Regions from separate parts of the Mus musculus genome. Here all the other regions are linked to region 3. A link is a contact called in public Hi-C data. All regions are on one chromosome and are shown on one strand. Each heading gives the region's core, a stretch centred on a gene start, on an enhancer-like site or on the middle of the called end of the contact. The rest is flanking DNA. Distances are from core to core; before and after follow the strand shown. Region 1 overlaps Rnf150 (ring finger protein 150). Region 2 overlaps Rnf150 (ring finger protein 150). Region 3 overlaps Rnf150 (ring finger protein 150).

Region 1 (3,695 bases), core at 1,021-3,520, 67 kb after region 3:
GTATATATATGCCAATGTTTATTTGTGTGTGAACATCTGTGTGGGTATGCACCATATGATATCACAATTTCTGATGGTCTCTTATTGTTCTACATCCTGCCAACTGGACTAGATAGGCTAGACAGTGATGTCCAGGGACTTGCCCATTTCTACTGCCCTAGCATTGGGTCTGTAACCATGTACCAGCATGCTGGGCTTCTTTAATATTTAAATGTGGGTTCTGGAACTAGAACTCAGGTCTTGCTGGTTCCAAGGCAAGCTTTTCATAGACTGTGATTTCCTTAGTCTTTTTATTGCTTTTCAAGAGACATGAAAAATCACACAGAGGAAAAAAAATAGCCCTGCTTTCACTATTCTAAGAAAGTACACTTTTAAAACTAGTATTTGGGATTTCCAAGATGCAAATTAGAGAGATGGTAAGTACGACTGGGACCTCAAGTTGTTCATGTTTCACTACCGAGCCATTTCCTTAGGTCCCAAAGCATAAACTATTTTGTTTATTGAGACAGCATGTCAACATGAAGCCCTGGCTGGCCTGGAACTCAGTGTGTAGACTCAGATTCTGAGTGCTGAGATTAAAGGCATGTCCCACCATGGCCAGCTTGGACATGAGACTTGTTCCTCAGCTGTGGTACTATTGGGAGATGCTGAGATCCACAAGGATCTGATGTCTGTCCTCAAGGAATCCATTAATGAGTTCATAGTCGCCCTAAATATTAGAGAATACTTTTGTTGTAGTCTATAATCAAACCCATGAAGATAAGATCATGCATATTTAATATACTGTGTTACATAGGAATAGAAAAAGTAAAAGTGTTTCTAGTCTAATATGGCTATAATTTCAATGTGATGAACTGGATGCAGGGGCATATCTTGTCTGCTCTCTCTCTATGTCCCTTCTTCTTACTGTCTAGCATTCTGTCTCTCTGTCTCTCTCTCTGCCTATCTCTGTCTCTGTCTCTCTCTGTCTCTCTCTCTCTCTCTCTGATTTTACAGACAGGGCTTTTCTGTGTAGCCCTGGCTGTCCTGTAACTTGCTCTGTGACTAGACTGGCCTTGAACTCACAGAAATCCACCTGCCTCTGCCTCCCGAGTGCTGGGACTAAAGGCATGTACCACCACTGCCTGGCCTCTTTCTCTTATTCTCTTGTCACTTCATGGTTGCCTGAACTGAGCAGCTTTCTCTACAACATGCTCCTGTTGCCATAATGTTTTACTTGTGACAGATCCATATCAACAGAGCAAGCAAACCATGGCTTGAGACCCGTAAAACTCTGAGGTAAAACATTTTCCCTCTGTCTTTATCATCTTCTTAGGTATTCTGTCACAGCAAGGAAGAGACACAAAGTGACCAAGACAAGCCTCTTGTGCCTTGGAGTTCATCTCTTTTTCCTTTTTTCCTTCAGTTTGTTTGTTTCTTTGGTTTTTCGTCTTGGTGGTCCTGAAGACTGGGTCCAAGACACCACTTATGCTAAGCAGATACTCTACCACCTAGCAACACCTTTGGCTTTTAGTTTTCAATGGAACCAAGTACAAAGTGGGAAGCAGCTGCTCTCTCCTGTGTTTCATGGAGCTGCACATGATGGAACCTGTGGTCTATCAAGAAACACAAGTTTTCTTTTGTGATTCTCAGTTAAAGAAATGATGATGGGAGACTTGGGGACCACTGTAGGTAGACTGAAGAACCACGGTGGTGTTCCATCCTTCTGTGTCAGGGGCATCCCCCACTATGTAGCTTGTTGGTATGGCTGGTATCTTTATGAATGTCTTCCAGCACAAGTAATTTCAAATTCTGCTTTTTAGTAAGGACTGTCAAGTGCAGGGCATGCTGGTAATTAGATTTATCCATCAACTTTCTTTATATAGGTTAAAAAATCAAGGTTATTAGGGATGTTTTGACTGTAGTTATAAAAAATGCTTTATGGAAAATAAGGATGAACTATATATAAAAAGAAAAAAGTCATATAAATGTTCTATAAATGATTACATACCCCATCAAACTCAAGGTACTAAAATGGTGATCTTCTAAATATTTAGGAAACTAGGGGAAAATATGACACTTTCCTCCTTGTTTCCATAGTACTAGAGTTTCAGGGAAGGGGAGAACGAATATATAATACTCAGACATGGAACTTAGGATAGCAAGATGTGGTGTTGGGCTCAGAACACTGTACCCACAAACATGGCTTGTTCTTTGATGTGCTCAGTTCTTTGGCCAAAAGGACACTTGAAGGCCCCAGAAACAGTTTCAGAAGTAAAGTTTCACATGGAACATTTTCTGTTCCCCTGAAAGAAGTCACAGAAGTCATAATTCCTCTTTTCCGAGGTGAGTCATAGGAGCTAGAGGTGCCCCTTTCACAAAGACCCAAATAAACATGAGACCTGCAAAGGTCACGTTTGCTCCTCTTCTCCGAAAGCCCTCACATCTGAGAAGTCTGGCTTTACATGGGAGAAAGGAATGCAGCATAGGAGACAATCTAGGATGAATCTGAGGAGCCTGGCACTGCTGGCCTCTATCAGTCCACCACTGGGTGGAGCAAACCACTGTTTGCTTGATCACACTTTGATGTAGCTCTCCATTCTTCACTGACCCCAAGGACAATGATGGACATTATCCCCCAGGTCCTTTGGCCTTCAATGGAAGACCAATGCAAATTGATGATGTCTAGTTGCAATGTTGATTTATTTAACCTTTCTTACATTAGTGTTGTTCTGGTCATGACCTTTATGATGAGTGAAGAAAGACATTGCTTTGCATCACTGTAACAACATCAATGGTGGAGAGACTGGGGAAGATACTAAGTCACATTAGAATAGGCCAGGCTCAGGACTCAGACCTCTTGTCCCAAGTATCCATTCTTCAGGTGAGCCCCACGCTTCTAATGATTAAGTGGTACCCATAAGCTGATGTTTCCCACACTCCTATAGCTATCTCTGACTTCTCTCTTGAGATGCAGGCTCATAGTGAAAAACCTCCCAGGGCATTTCTGCTCCAATAGCTGATAAGCTTCTACACTTAATGTTGTCAAATACAGTGCTCAAACCAACCCCACTGCGTCTCTCCTGCTTTCCTCACTTGTAGTAGATGTTTGAAATTGAGCCAATTACACCCTTGATTCCTGTTTCTCTCTAACATACTATAGCTGTTTGACTTCTGAGCCAAAGTGGAGCCCTCTTGAGAACACACCGTGAGTTAATAATTAGACTGTGGGATATTGTGGCATATAATAAGAAACACATTTTGTTCCTTACATTTTGTTCTTTATCTTAGTCCCCCTTGAGAGCTCCCTAAATCCCTGCAATTCAGTGATGGGAGTGGCAGTGTGAACCAGTCCTGTTATTCAAAACAAGCACCTTGCCGTCACCCTGGCTTTGTATTAATAAGGTGGTTTTCAGAAAGTCCCTAAGGATGGGGCTGACCACCTCAGAACTTTGTGGTTAGAGGTGTGGGATGTGTAGACCTACCCTCTACCCTCATATGCTCTGAATACAGCTGATAGTCTTACAATACAAGCTCTGTGTGGGCAGAGACCTTAACTATGTGATGTATTGGAAATAAACCAATAAACCTACTCTCTCTCTCTCTCTCTCTCTCTCTCTCTCTCTCTCTCAGAAAGGCTGAAGGTTGAGTCTATCAACAATGAATAATGACTTACTCCATACCCCTTCCTTTCCACATAGGTAATGAAACCTCCT
Region 2 (4,142 bases), core at 383-2,882, 120 kb after region 3:
TGTTCACAATATCCAAGATGTTAAATTAGCTAAAGTATTCATCTGTGAGTGATGGGTAGCCAGACACCTCATACACATAGGAAGGATGTTACATGAAAATGATCCAGCCTTCCAAAGGAAGGAAATGCTGTCATGTCATTGTAAAATAGATGAGACTTGACATTATACTGAGTGAGGTCATCTAGTTACACAATAATCACAGCATACAAAATAATTAAGTGACAAGGACACTATGAGAAGAGTAGGGTAGGATTGGGGACTGGGGTTGGAAGAAGGTTGGGGTGCATGTGAAAGGCTCCAGGTCATAGCTCTATTCTACTGCTAACCAGCTCACCTTCATAAACTTCAATGGCATGAGCAGACAAATGCTCGTACAGCCTGATAAAGAAAGCTAAGGAATGCTTAGTGGAGCCATGAGGGTGTGCATGTGTATACGTGTGCATATGTGTGTGCCTGTGTGTATGTGTGTGTGTATGTGTGCATATGTGTATGTATCTGCATGTGTATGTGTGTGCATGTGTATGTGCATACATTGCCAGAAGAGGTTGCCCGTTGCCATGGGCATGAGGTTATAGGTGATTGCAAGCTGTCCAGTGTAGGTGCTAGGAACCAACACATGTTCTCTGCAAGAGCAGAGTGACTGCCGAGACATCTCTGCAGCTCCTTCTATTTCTTTTTTAAACGTGACATTCTGTTTACATGCTGGCCTTCTTTCTTCTTTTTAAGTAAGATCACTTGTTCTCAGCATCTCCCTGTCTCCCTTAGCCTTTTCTAAAGCATGAAATGTAGCACATACAAACTTGCTTCATGCTCATCCCAAAGGCCATTGTAAGAGAAAGAATCTTTTTTTTTTTTATAAAGTTGATGCATTGTCATACTTCTATAAAACCACTGCTTGGCCCTCACTGAGAAAAACCCTTATTTCAATGTGCAGATTATCTAGCAACAAAAAGAAAAATCCATTTCATGGAGCCATGAGGGAAAGGATGCAAATGACTAGTGCTCTTAACAGCAGTGGAGGAAAATGTATGTGTTCCAAAGTGATATGTACGTGCTGAAGTGATAAATTAATATGTGTTAATAATATTAATCAAATATTACTAATGTTTTCGGAGACATATTAGTTATAAGAACACAGCACCATGAGGCAGAGACCCTCATGAGTACTATAATTATCTACAGTGATACCCTTTGCCCATTCAGCTCCTTTATGTGCCCAGGAGTTGCAGGTCCACAGGACACTTACTCATCATGTAGCATAGGTGACATCTGGTGATGTGCACACAACTGTAGAGTCAGGAAGTCGAGCCTGCAAACCACTAGTATTAAACTGATGTGTTTGGTGTAAACCAGGGAACAGTTTTCCAAGATGTTTTCATGGTGTCATTTTTCAATTTAATAAATATCCTTTAGCGCTTGAGAGAGTGCAAGCCCTTAAGTCTGGGGCCAGACCTGGGAGACGAGAAAAGTTAAAGAGGACAGCACCGTTGGCAGGCAAAAGAAGAACTGGAGCTCTGAAGCTGTGTTTGAATAACATCCAGAACGATTAGGAAGGAGGAACTGAGAGGCAGAACGACAGGGCGTTTGGGGCTGACAGAGTCATAAATCTGTACGAGTACATACAGGAAATGCATGTGGAGGCTTCTAAAAATACACATAGTACAGGCATGAGGAACAAGGAAAATATAGCCTCCCTTCCCACCCTAGGGAGATTCAGTTTAAGGTTTGCACAAAGGGCTGCGCCTGACCTATTCCACTGCTGCAGTCTGTGCTGTGTCTGGAATACAGCAAGTGCTTGCAAAATTTGTTGCATGACTAAGCCAGAGATGAGGAGACCATGGCAGCCGAGGGACAGGTCACAGCTGTCTGAAAATACCAGACTCAGCACTTGGATTTTATCTTCCATATGGTAAACAAAACAAAGCAAAACATACTTTAGCACACTAAGCCCCTTTCGGAAGTGGTGTTAACTCTATGTTCAACAGCTTTCTAGAGGCTTTGGACAATGCACCCCTCATTTAGAACGATGGGTTGCATGAAGGGAACATCATTGTTTGGTTAGGGAATCTCTATTGCAGTATATTCCTTTTTTGATAAGGAAAATCTTAATTGCAACATACTTGTGGGCACTGCTAACTTATAAATTTGTTGGAGAAACCTTGATAATACTGTATCAGACAATTGTCAATGAAAAGAAAGCATTCACAATATAGCACCCAAAACCCAACAGCACAGCATAACCAAAGCAAATCAATTTCTTAACTGTAACCAACTTATCGTCCCTGAAGAACCCTTAGCTCAAACCTGCTGCAAGTCATGGAATGCTCATTTGGGGTTTTCCAATAGTTTTCATGTAAACATTTATTTACTTATTTTTATTTCATGTGAATTGGTGTTTTGCCTGCACATATATTTGTGCGAGGATGTCGCATTCCCAGAACAGGAACTACAGATACGTATGAGCTGCCCTGTGGGTGCTGGGGATTGAACCAGGGTCCCCTGGAAGTGCAACCGGTGCTCTTAACAGCTAAGCCATCTCCATTCCTGCCACCTTTTAAAATTCTTTATCTGACTTCCAGGTTCCTTGGCTTTGATTCAGTGCTTACCACAGACTCATCAGTTTTCATTATTTTTTCATTCTATTCTTTATCTGAGCGTGAGAAGTGACATTTTTACTGGTTGACCATGTGGCAGGATATAGACTTGTTGCTGTCCTTATTACTGGAAGGAACACCGAATTCTATTTGCCCTTAAAAAAACATTTAACATTTTTTTTTGCGTGAGAATATGTGTGCACATGTGTGTATATATATATATATGAGAATGTGTATGTGTATATGTGTATGTATGTTTCATGTGTGTGTACATGTGGGTGTATGTGTGTGGGGCGGTGAGCTATGAAAGGCAGCCTGGTCCCCAGTCGAGCACAGGCTTTGAGCGCCAGAGACCTGGTAGGTGACTTCTGTCTGCAAGGGATGGCAGGTGTTTGGCCATGCCCCCTGGGCCCCTGGATCCTACTGCAGAGAGGTGTGTAGTCATCAGTCAAGTAGAGCAATGCCCCAAGCTCCTGGTGTTCTGTCTGGACTCCAGTCCTTGCAGTTACCTGGCAACAGCCAGATAGGCTCCTCCCCACAGTTACCTGGCAACAGCCAGGTAGGCCAGCCCACTATAAAAGGGCTGTTTGCTCCCTCCTCCCTCTCTTACTCTCTTGCCTCCCCCCCACCCCCCCCCGCATCCCCTTCTCCCTTCTCTCCAAATGGCCATGGCTGACCTTTACTTCTCTACTCTCTCCTTCTCTCTGCCTTTCTACAATAAATGCCTTAAAACCATGGACTGTCTCTTCTCATGGGGATCCTCCATGCTGAAGCAATGGAGCAGGTCTTCCACTAACAAGCTGCTGTGTGTATAACCTCCTGCATAGGCCTCCCAGTGTTCCCAGCTACTGCTTCCCAATCCCAGCTAGCCACCTAGCAAGATAAGGGCTCTCCTCCCTGCAGGACCCAGCCAGAACTCTCTCCTCCTGCTCTTTTCCCCTTTGCCCAGTGCCAGAGCCCGCCAGTCGGCCCACACTCTGTCCTCAGCTCTTCTGCAACATATAGTGGCATCTGCAGTGTCCAAGAGCCTGAGAATCTGCCATCTCTGGCCTCCATACAGGCCTGGGGAACCCAGAGCCACTTCTTCTGCAGTACTCAGAGGCATCTGTGGTGCCCAAAAATCTGGACCCAACTCAGGCAGGTCCATGGGGACTCAGACTGCGCTTCCTCACTCCCAGAGCAGGGTTCTGTGGCTTCTCACAGTCCAACGCCTGCCTGGTGGCGGTGTGGGAGGCACAGTCAAACTTCCCACGTCGTGCCTCACCCTGGGCTGGATGCGGGATCCCATATTTAACCTACATATGTGTGTAAGTGCATGTATGTATGTATCTATGTGTGTGTGCATGTGTATACGTGTGCATATGTGTGTGCCTGTGTGTATGTGTGTGTGTCTGTGTGCATATGTGTATGTATCTGCATGTGTATGTGCGTGCATGTGTATGTGCATACACTGCCAGAAGAGGTTGCCCGTTGCCATGGGCATGAGGTTATAGGTGATTGCAAGCTGCCCAGTGTAGGTGCTAGGAACCAACACATGTTCTCTGCAAG
Region 3 (3,800 bases), core at 753-3,252:
TGGGAAAGTCAAAAATGTCTTCAGGCCTTGCCAAGTGTCCTCTGGGTGAAGTATCCGCATGCCAGCAGTGGAGAATCACGGCTTTAGGTCAGCCTGTTTTTCTAGCTTATTTGGTTTTAGCATAGACAGGGTTACCTTCTTTTTAAAAGGCCGAATAATATTACACTGAATCCATCCACGGATGTATATGTAAGTTACTTCCACCTCTCAACTGCTGTGAATAGTGTGCTGTCTGATGAATATAGTGGTGCCCAGAGATTTTCTTGAGTTCTGCTTATGTGTTTGCCTGTGTGAGCACACATGTACATGTGGATGAGTGTGCACGTGTGCGCATGTGTGTGCACATGTGGAAATAGAGATGAATGCTAAGTGCCACCTGGGATAGCACTCCACTTTACCCACTGAGGCAGGGTTTCTCACTTGAACTCAGAGTGTGCAGATTTGGTGAGTCTAGATAGCCAGCTTGCCCCAAGTGTCCTTGTGTCTGCCTTCTAAGTGCTGGCGTACAGGAGGGCTGTCATTCTCCCTGGGCACTCGTGGTTCTGGGTATGTACACTCTGGTGCTCCTGTTTGCACTCAAGCGTTTCACTTGCTGAGCTGTCTCTCTACCCTCAATGTAGGGGAATTTTGAGATTTTGACTTTGGTTATTTCAGACCCAAGCCCAGATATGAGATAGCTGTAATTTTAATTTCCTGATTTAAGTTTTTGAGCAATCTCCATACACCTTTTCATATTGTTGTACCAATTTACATTTTAACCAACAGTGTACCCTAGACAACACTAAACAACAACAGACTTTGACAGTGGCCATCTTAATAGGTTTACGGTGATTATGCTCTGGTGGTTTGATGTGCGTTGCCCTGATAGTGAACTAATGCTGACGATCTTTACAAATGCATGGCCGCTTGGGTATCTTCTTTGCAGAGCTGCCTACTCTGCCTGGGAATGGTGTATATTATGTTCCCATATCTGGGAATTAAACTTAATAATACTTTGAAGATTTTTGCATGAATAAACATGAGGGAGTCTGGCTCGTAGTATCCCCTCCTTGTGTTATCTCTGACTTTGGCATCAGGATGAAGATGCCTCACTGAGCTGGAAGTGTGCTTTCCTCTCTCTCTCTCTCTCTCTCTCTTTTTTGAGGGGGAAAGAGTTTGAGAAGAAGTTTTATTATTTCCCCCTTTTGAAAAACATAGATGATGTCTGTCCTGCTTTCTTTGTTTTAGTTAATGTGGGCAATGGGAGAAGAAGGGCAGGCTGGGCTCAGACTGGGCAAGGATCTGAATGCTAGGTAGAAGCTTACAACTTCATTTAATTTATATGGATGCCATCATGCTGCTACTTCCAGAAGTACTGCAGAGAATGAAGGCAGTGGTAGAACATTTGCTTAGCATGCACAAAGCCCTGGGTTTACTCTCCAGAGTGTACACATATACATGCACACACACACACACACACACACACACACACACACACACACACACACACAGATACACACACACACACACATAGATACACACACATACACAGACACACACACACAGAGTGACACACACACACACAAACACACACACACACTCCAGCAATGCTGTGTCAGCTGTATTATTAATGTATTTATTATTGTAGCATATTCATTGGGAACCTGCCTCCATCTTTCATGTGCAGCCTCCTGGGCTCCTTCTCAGCTCAGTAACATGCTAGCACAGGGCCTTCCCTTTGTAACTACAGCCCCATTGTTTCTATAACGCTGTATTTCTTCACTGTTGTTGGAGGTAGGTCAATGTACCCACATTTCATAAAGCGATCTTTACCACATGACAGTCAGATGCCCACTCCTTGCCCTCCTGTTATATGATAGTGCAGCAAGTAGCCAGAAGAAACTGAAGAGCTGGGCTCTGGAGGAACACAGGTCTGGTTTAAAGGCCTAGGTCCTAGGTCACAGCAAGGAAGGATCATTTACTTGGCTCTAGGAAGGGTTGGAGAGGGGGAGGGGACAGAAACAGGAAAATGCCCTCTTACTCAGCATGTTCAAAAACAAGGAAGTATTTAAACAGAAGATTTGAGAAATACAGAATCCTTGCAAAATATAAAAACAGATTCCAAGCTACAGAGCTCAACGCTGGAGACTCAGCCCTGACGTGCGTGTGTTTGGCTCTGCGCGTAGGACTCATTTACATCCACCTGTTCAACTGCCAAGGTCAATTTAAGATTGGAGGTGTCTTAAATTTCTGACCGTTCTGACTACCTGCTCCCTTCAGCAAAACACAGAGAAGCCGATTTAAAGGAGACGGCAGATCTTTTGTGTAGTAGAAAGCTTGATCTTATCACCTCCTCTTACAAGTACCCATAGTCGGCCCTCAGCCAGTTTGAAGAACAGTTCGCAAGTGATGCCTTTGGGGGACCTGGTACAAGGGAAGGCCTCAAAGTGTAGCATAAAACTTGACTGCTTGGGGCTGGAGAGATGGCTCAGGGGTTAAGAGCACTGACTGCCCTTCTGAAGGTCCTGAGTTCAAATCTCAGCAACCACATGGTGGCTCATAACCATCCCTAATGAGATCTGATGCCCTCTTCTGGTGTGTGAGAAGACAGCTGCAGTGTACTTACATATAACAATAAATAAATTTTTAAACAAAACAAAATAAAACAAAACAAAACAAAAACCTTGACTGCTTAAGGCCTAAGTTTTAGCTATGGAAAAGAGGCCTAATGTTGTGGGTTTGTAGCACAGGTTAATGTCCCAACAAAAAAGTCTGCAATTGACTTAGTTGAGTGTGTTATTGTACCTTCTTAGAAAATGTAGACCCTACCTAAATGTATAACAGAGCAGTGGGCAAGTCAGGATGCTATAAAATTGTAACTTAACCCACTCTTCCTGCTTACAAACATTTCCAGTTCTTGGCATTTAGAACAACAGTAAGACTTTGAACTTGTATTCTACATTTGCCCCTGAGAGGCAGTTCTTGCCCATGTATTTGAGGCTAGAACTGAAGAAGTAACAGGAGCTAGGGAGTTCAGCAATGTTAGGATCTGGAGGTGGGAGCTTTGCCACCACCTCATGCATCGAACACATAGACAATTCTCCTGCCTCAGCCTTCCAAGTACTGAGATTACAGGCATGAGCCACCATGCCTGACTAACCTGCTACATTTTGTTTGTTTCCCAACAGAATCCGCACCACTTGTCATTTGTATTGTTATAAGACAATATACATGCTATGCACACATACAGTTTGAATACTGTATCCTCTGAGACCAAGTTCTCAGACCAGGCTCTTAGCACAAAGGGCATTTATTTGCCCCAGAGAGACAGAGGGCAGGGATAAGGGACAAAGACAGGAGATACAGAAAGAAGGAGAAAGAGGAGGGAATGAAAGAGAGAAAGGGGACGAGGGAGAGGTATTTGTCCCAGAGGGGAAGAAAGGACTGCTTCCGAATAGAGAGGACACAGATGTGGCAGGCAGGAATATGGTGTTTTACAGAATTACAAGGGGGAAACCTTGTGTTAGGATGAGGTGTTTAATTTTGATTGGGCATGTTGATTAGGTGAGCCAAAGTGTGGTTTTCAATATCTGGACTTCAATACTTTGATAGCTGGATCTTGGCCTACCAGGACCATTGCTCACCTTGCTTGTGCTGACTAGGGTCTCTTCATGTGCTATGCACATGTTGGAATTGTATCCCTTGTACATGCTTGTACACGGTAAAGCTGTATCTCCTAGTGTGCTGTACTGTGAGGCTGGGCCTTTAAGAGATCATTAGACTTTGGTGCAATTAATGCCTTATAGAAAACCCAAGAGGCT

The links. A called contact is a pair of places that touch in the nucleus more often than the background predicts.
Region 1: a contact with region 3 is called in a Hi-C map of bone marrow-derived macrophages, with 2.0 times the contacts expected there. The contact joins two enhancer-like sites. A contact is called at or near these places in 3 of 484 Hi-C or Micro-C datasets (bone marrow-derived macrophages and macrophages), 1 of 115 datasets of contacts at active chromatin or transcription factors (embryonic stem cells) and 1 of 9 other capture datasets (bone marrow-derived macrophages).
Region 2: a contact with region 3 is called in a Hi-C map of bone marrow-derived macrophages, with 2.1 times the contacts expected there. The contact joins two enhancer-like sites. A contact is called at or near these places in 4 of 484 Hi-C or Micro-C datasets (bone marrow-derived macrophages, embryonic fibroblasts and embryonic stem cells), 4 of 115 datasets of contacts at active chromatin or transcription factors (astrocytes, bone marrow-derived dendritic cells, bone marrow-derived macrophages and 1 more) and 1 of 9 other capture datasets (bone marrow-derived macrophages).

What each region holds. Positions count from the first base shown.
Region 1 is chr8:82,995,671-82,999,365 of GRCm38.p6, reverse strand. All of the region lies in intron 2 of Rnf150 (ring finger protein 150), which reads right to left. Among named protein-coding and RNA genes, the nearest start is that of Rnf150, 130 kb to the right of the region's middle. Within about 2 kb of position 2,270, at least 20 of the 459 cell types and tissues checked have an H3K27ac peak or open chromatin away from gene starts, as enhancers often do. A contact at or near this core is called in bone marrow-derived macrophages, where this site is marked.
Region 2 is chr8:82,937,666-82,941,807 of GRCm38.p6, reverse strand. The region is part of intron 1 of Rnf150 (ring finger protein 150); the gene reads right to left. Among named protein-coding and RNA genes, the nearest start is that of Rnf150, 76 kb to the right of the region's middle. Within about 2 kb of position 1,632, at least 113 of the 459 cell types and tissues checked have an H3K27ac peak or open chromatin away from gene starts, as enhancers often do. A contact at or near this core is called in bone marrow-derived macrophages, where this site is marked.
Region 3 is chr8:83,062,478-83,066,277 of GRCm38.p6, reverse strand. All of the region lies in intron 6 of Rnf150 (ring finger protein 150), which reads right to left. Among named protein-coding and RNA genes, the nearest start is that of Tbc1d9, 100 kb to the left of the region's middle. Within about 2 kb of position 2,002, at least 36 of the 459 cell types and tissues checked have an H3K27ac peak or open chromatin away from gene starts, as enhancers often do. A contact at or near this core is called in bone marrow-derived macrophages, where this site is marked.